Linked DNA regions of Oryctolagus cuniculus: region 1 is linked to region 2. The links are chromatin contacts, called in public Hi-C maps. All regions are on one chromosome and are shown on one strand. Each heading gives the region's core, a stretch centred on a gene start, on an enhancer-like site or on the middle of the called end of the contact. The rest is flanking DNA. Distances are from core to core; before and after follow the strand shown.

Region 1 (2,980 bases), core at 146-2,645, 160 kb after region 2:
AGGGGGGAGCTGGGCGGGGGATGGTCAATTTGGCCAAAGGTTAAAAGGGAGGCTACTGGCAGATCACAGGAGACTCCCACACGTCATCAGGAGCCACACACAGCCACCAGGTGTCTTTCTAGAGTGTTGATTTTCTCTGAAGTTATGTAAAGCCAGGTCAAGGTCTTTTAACTGGTTCTGCATATTATGTTCACAGAAATGCAAATATTGGCATATGTTATACAAAGATATGCATGAGTTTTTAAGATTAAAACACTTCAAAGAATGCTGTCACCTGCAGCAGGAGCTCAGACTCTGAACGCTCACTTTGCCAGACTCCTTCTCCCGCAACACCAACCCAGTCAGTGTTTGAGCTCAGTCAAGTGTCTCTGCTGTGATCTTCCCAAGCTGACTCTGCTAGCCTGACCACTGGCACAGTCCTTGCCCAAGCTCTCCTGCTCTCTTGCTCAGGTTATTGCAGCTGATTTCTGGCTGTCCTAAGAAGATACCCTGGAATTACAGCAGCTCAGCGCCGGAATCCCCTCCCAGCCTCTGCTCTCTACCCTTCTTTCACCTGTGCCCCAATCACACCAACCCCCTCCCCAGCGGTTCCCTGGAAGGTCCTTGTTCCACATCTGTTCCACACACGTCTTTGTCCACTTGACCAACAGCTCCTCCTTTGAGAAAGCATTTCCTGCAATTGGACCAGCAAACCTGCCTTTCTATATCCTGCGCTTCCTTGGGAAAACCAAAACCTCAGTCAGTTCTCCCTGAGAGAACTTTCTTTGCTTCTGTTTCTGGGATAACTAAGCAACCCCATACTTTTTCAATCAGGTCTCTTTCCCAGGCTCTATGTGAATCAGCAGGAATCAATCAATGTGTTTATTTATCTGAGAAATTAGCCCGAGGCAATGGAGACAGGCACCATTTCAGATGTATGAGACTGACGCGCTGCCTAAACGGGCACCATTTTCCTACACCTTGTATCTCCCACCTCCCCAGGAGCAAATTGTTTTAAGTGGCTCTATAAACACACACTATAAACTTGCTAAACATGCGGAGCCAAGGATAAACAGATGAGTGCCACACATCCCTACTGCGGAGAAATTAACAATTTCTGTAGCTATTTCTTTTTCCAGCTCCTTCCCAAAGCCAATGCTCACCTAGAAGGGCACATGAACTCACTCTGTCACTAGCTGCACCAGGGAATAGCCGAGGAGAGGCCCCAAGGAGAACCCTGCTCAGCGAATCTAACACAATGCACAGAGAATGCTGCATCGTCACCACGTGGGAGGTGGAGGCTCTGCAGGACACCCGGCCCCTGGTTCCCCTCTTCTCTCCTGTAGTAATCTGCTTCTCAAGGCCTCCTGCCACACAGAACAGGTATAGGCTGGCATGTGGAGTCCAAAGCAGCTTGCTTCTCCGAATAGAGACCTTTGACTTTACAGAAATAGAACTTGAGTTAAACCCTCAGGGCTGCAGTTGGCTTGGCCCTGATTGACACAGTTATCAGCTTTCTCCACACACCCCTGCCTCCCCTCAGAGGTTTTGCTCAATCTCATCCTTGTGGCCCATATACACTGCTCTCTACCCTCACCCCTTTAGCAATTCTCTTCCCTCTAAACAGTGCCAAAACTGTTTCTTTCAGGTACGAGGAAGTAAGTTGCTCTCTGAGTGGCTGTAGTTAAACCTCTTTCTCCATGGTTACGGGAACCCTGTTTGGCCTGTATCTCAGATCCTGTCCCAGAAGTCTTCCTACATGCGTGTGTGACTTTTCTGGCATTCTGCCAAAGGCAATTTGTTCTAGAAGACACCGTTACCTGATCTTATTCTTTTCTTTGTCTTCCTCACAAGGTTTGAGCTTCTAAAACCCCCATTATGTCTCAGCCACATGGATAAAGCTTGTAGAGTCCTTGAATAGTATCCAGAATATTTCATAACTACGGGAAGAGCAGAATTATTCAGGTGGAGTGTATCAAACTCTACATGGCTACATACTAGAGAAAGGGAGAGAGGGAGGTATTGTTGATCCAAATCCATGGGTCCAACTGAATGCCTGAAAAGCATTTGACACCTTGCGAATGGAGTTACAACTCTGGCTTCAGCCCAACCAGCTAAAAGCATTTTATCAGTTTCACAGGAGAAATTGCTCTGGCGGCTACTCAATGTTTTCGACTATCCCTGCAACCAGCAGGACTCGGGTAGTTCTGATCAGCCCCACTCCAAACTTCTAACTGAAAATAAAAGGGCTTCTGAGTCCTTGTCAGTGCCATCAGCAACAAAGACCCAGGGACCACTGGATGCTGTTGACCCACTGAGGATGCAACAGATCATGGGTCCTGCTTTCTCCTCCTATTTTGTTAAGAGCTCCTAAGTTGAATAATTGGTCACATAAGTCCAATGAGACTAAATTCCCAACTGGTAAAAATGTTGATTGTCTGTGTTTTCCCAGAAACCTGGACTAGTCTAGGCACAATGTGGCCTGAGACACACGGATCATCTGATGCTGCTTGTATTATGTTACCCACAGCTCCCACTTATGCAACCCAAGTACTCATCGTGACCCCCTGCTTACTCAAAAAATCCCTCTACTGGCTCAATATTTGTTCAGACATAAGCATATCTACACTCTCCAGCTGGCCCTCGACTGTAGAACTGATGGGGGTTCACTCTGGACTCATCATGAACACCCACAGGCAGGACTGGGCACCTAACCACATATCATCCTCTATAATTCTCCAGTTCCTACGAGCGCCTCTACTGCTTCTGCTTCTGAGACAGAATAGCGCAGTGGTTAAGAGCACTAGCTCTGAGCAGATCTGGATTCAAATCCTGGATTCCCCAATTCAATTAGCACCCATAGAATGCCAAGCCTGGCACAGAGTATGCCTCTCTGAGTGCCACCCATACATACAATCATTGCCCAGAGATCAAGAGCCACCTTTTCATTATTTCCTCCTTAGCTACACACATGATAGGTGTTTAATAGAAACACACTAAC
Region 2 (2,885 bases), core at 21-2,520:
CCTCTTACCTCTGCCAGCCATACCACCTTCTTGAGTTTTCCTTGTCCTGCAGACCAAAAGTCATTGAACCCAGTACCCAATCCCTCTGCCTTTGTTCAATGTAGATCAAGTCACAAAGTGCCTTTCTAGTGCAGGCAAAGCATTTTGTAGGGTCTGATGCATTACCCCTAAGAGGCAGAGAAAAGGAATTCCTTCTAATCAGCACAAACATGCCTTGGAAGTCCCCACGGTCCTCCGCCCAGTGCTACCTCCTGGGATTCCTATTTGCTGTGATGAATCTCTCACTCCACCCCCCAGCAGAATCAATTTTTTAAAAAAATACTAAATGTAAAATTGAAAGAGCTATGGATTCAGGGAGAAGAGCTGGTGTAGGAAATTGGGGTTGGGGTCAGAATTGTGGCACAGGGAGTTTAGCTGCTGCCTGGGTTGCAGGTATCTCATATGAGAGCCAGTGGTTTGAGTCTTAGCTCTTGTTGCAGTTCTGAACCAGCTTCCTGCTAATGGGACTGGGACATCAGTTGAACATGATCCTGGTACTTGGGCCACTGCCACTCACACAGCAGATGCGGATGGAGTTCCAGGCTCCTGGCTTCAGCCTGACACAGCCCTGACTGTTAAGGGTATTTGGCACATGAACCAGCAGATGAAAGGTCTCTGTCTCTCTCTCTTTCTCTCTCTCTTTCCCCCTCTCTCTCACTCTGTGTGTGTGTGTGTGTGTGTGTGTAATCTGCCTTTCAAATAAATAAATAAATCTTTTTCTCAAAAAGAAGAAAACTGGGGTCATGACAGGGTGACAAACCACCCCTTTTTGCCCTGGATTAGGAAAGGACCTCGGATTTTTAGCTTGGAAAAGTCTTCGGCAGACTGGGGCAAGTTGGTAACTTAATTCAGTACAGGGGAAGTGCAGCAGGGTTGTTTCTTGGGGATTGAACTTGGACTGAAAAGGATTTTTTTTTCCTTTCTAAAGTGCATAAGAGAACATTTGCTCCCTAAAGAGTGGATTAGGAAAAGGACAATTATTCACGAACATTTTATGAGCTTGATTAATAGAAGTTGATGGGGAATATAAACAAGACAGAATTCTGGGAGAAAGCATCAAGAAATCTCATGGACTAATAATGTTCAGAACATTTAATCTTCAGCTATGTCTTGTTTATGCCAGTTGTAATGGCATAAGCCATAAAAAAGGCCTCTGTGTCCAGGATGGCACTCACTCCACCTCACTCCACCCTGACTGCCTCCACCCCCCTCCCCTGACACTTAGAATAGTAGCAGCAGTCTACTGCCTGGTATTCACTGGGCATTGAACATGGGGCTGTTGGAAGCCCTCAGCAGCAACACAGTGGGAAGAGTTTGGCCTAGAAGTCAGGACACCTGAGTTCTATTTCCATCTTTGCTCCCTCTGACTGTATGACTCCGAACCAGCACTTAATTTCCCTCCACTGGAAAGTGTAGAAAACGATCCCTACCTTGCTTCTTCTCTCCACAGTTGGGAGAATTAAAAGAGGAATAATTGGTTTCCACTGAGTTTCAGTGACCTGCACCCTGATCAACAGTTCCCAGGATGACTCATCTTTTGCCCCAGCTTTGGGAATCATTGGATCTACTCTAGATAAATAATTGATTTTTGGCATATCTTGGGCAACTTCATCTTCTTGAACAGAGTAGCTTGAACTCTGAAGGTATAAATTAAATTTCTTCCCAAGCCTAATTAGGCTAAATTTATACACTCTTAACTACTCAGTCAGATTTTCAAGTACCCAATGTAGAGGTGCGGTGTAGGCTAACCCTAACCAATGTCTAAAGAGCCATGGCAGGCCGGCACCGCAGCTCACTAGGTTAATCCTCCACCTGCGGTGCCGGCACACCGGGTTCTGTCCCGGTTGCCCCTCTTCCAGTCCAGCTCTCTGCTGTGGCCCGGGAGTGCTGTGGAGGATGGCCCAAGTGCTTGGGCCCTGCACCCGCAAGGGAGACCAGGATAAACGCCTGGCTCCTGGCTATGGATCAGCTCGGTGCACTGGATGAATAATATTCCATTTGTATACCAAAGTTTATTTCTTCATTCACCTGTTGCTGGACACTTAGGGTATTTGCTCCTTTTTGGCTGTTGTAAGTAATGCTGCAGTGAACCTTGGCACAGAAGTGTCTGAGTTTTACTCTCCATTATTTTTCGGAGTGGAGGTACAGGGTCATATAAGTCTGTATTTAGCTCTTTGAAGAACTGCCAAATTGCTTTCTACAGCTGTTCCCACCAGCAATGTGCGAAAGTTCCAGTTTATCCATATCCTCACCAACACTGGCTATTTTTTTTTTCTTTTCTTCTGTTTTCTACAGCCATCATGACTGATGTGAAATTGTGCACAGATTTCTTTAGAACATACAATCCTCTTACAAAAGTCATCAATCAATCAATACATATGAACTGAGTATCACCCATACACATTGCTTCATTTAGAAAATGTTTCCTCAATGGTTTTTTCTACTTACTGCTTGTTGAATTCTTTATTCAGCAGAGGGTTAAGCCTGTGTTTATAGAGTAAATTAAAAGTATGTCATTACAAAAATTAAAAAAAAAGAAAGGAAGGTGGAGGGAAGGGAAGGAGAGGCTAGGGTGGGAAGTATCATTTGTTCTTCAAACTGTGTATATGAAATTTGTTCCTTTTATGAAAATAAAATATTTTTAAATACAAAGAATTTCCTGAATAAGACGTACTACAAGCAAATGTGGTTCAGGTGAGAAAGCTGGAAATAAAAACTAAATAAGAAAGTTTCTTCAACCAACTGGGTATCAGAAAGACCATTTACCAATGCTTATGGATGATGAGCAATGATTTGTGACTTCCAGGATCTATTGATTTATTGACCTATTGATCATACTAATACCT

What was found. A called contact is a pair of places that touch in the nucleus more often than the background predicts.
Region 1: a Hi-C map of psoas muscle shows a contact between it and region 2, with 8 times the contacts expected there. The contact joins two enhancer-like sites. A contact is called at or near these places in 2 of 6 Hi-C or Micro-C datasets (psoas muscle and skin fibroblasts).

The regions. Positions count from the first base shown.
Region 1 is chr7:30,299,701-30,302,680 of mOryCun1.1, forward strand. No RefSeq gene overlaps it. Among named protein-coding and RNA genes, the nearest start is that of TBX19, 170 kb to the right of the region's middle. Within about 2 kb of position 1,396, at least 1 of the 8 cell types and tissues checked has an H3K27ac peak or open chromatin away from gene starts, as enhancers often do.
Region 2 is chr7:30,143,766-30,146,650 of mOryCun1.1, forward strand. No RefSeq gene overlaps it. Among named protein-coding and RNA genes, the nearest start is that of DPT, 130 kb to the left of the region's middle. Within about 2 kb of position 1,271, at least 1 of the 8 cell types and tissues checked has an H3K27ac peak or open chromatin away from gene starts, as enhancers often do.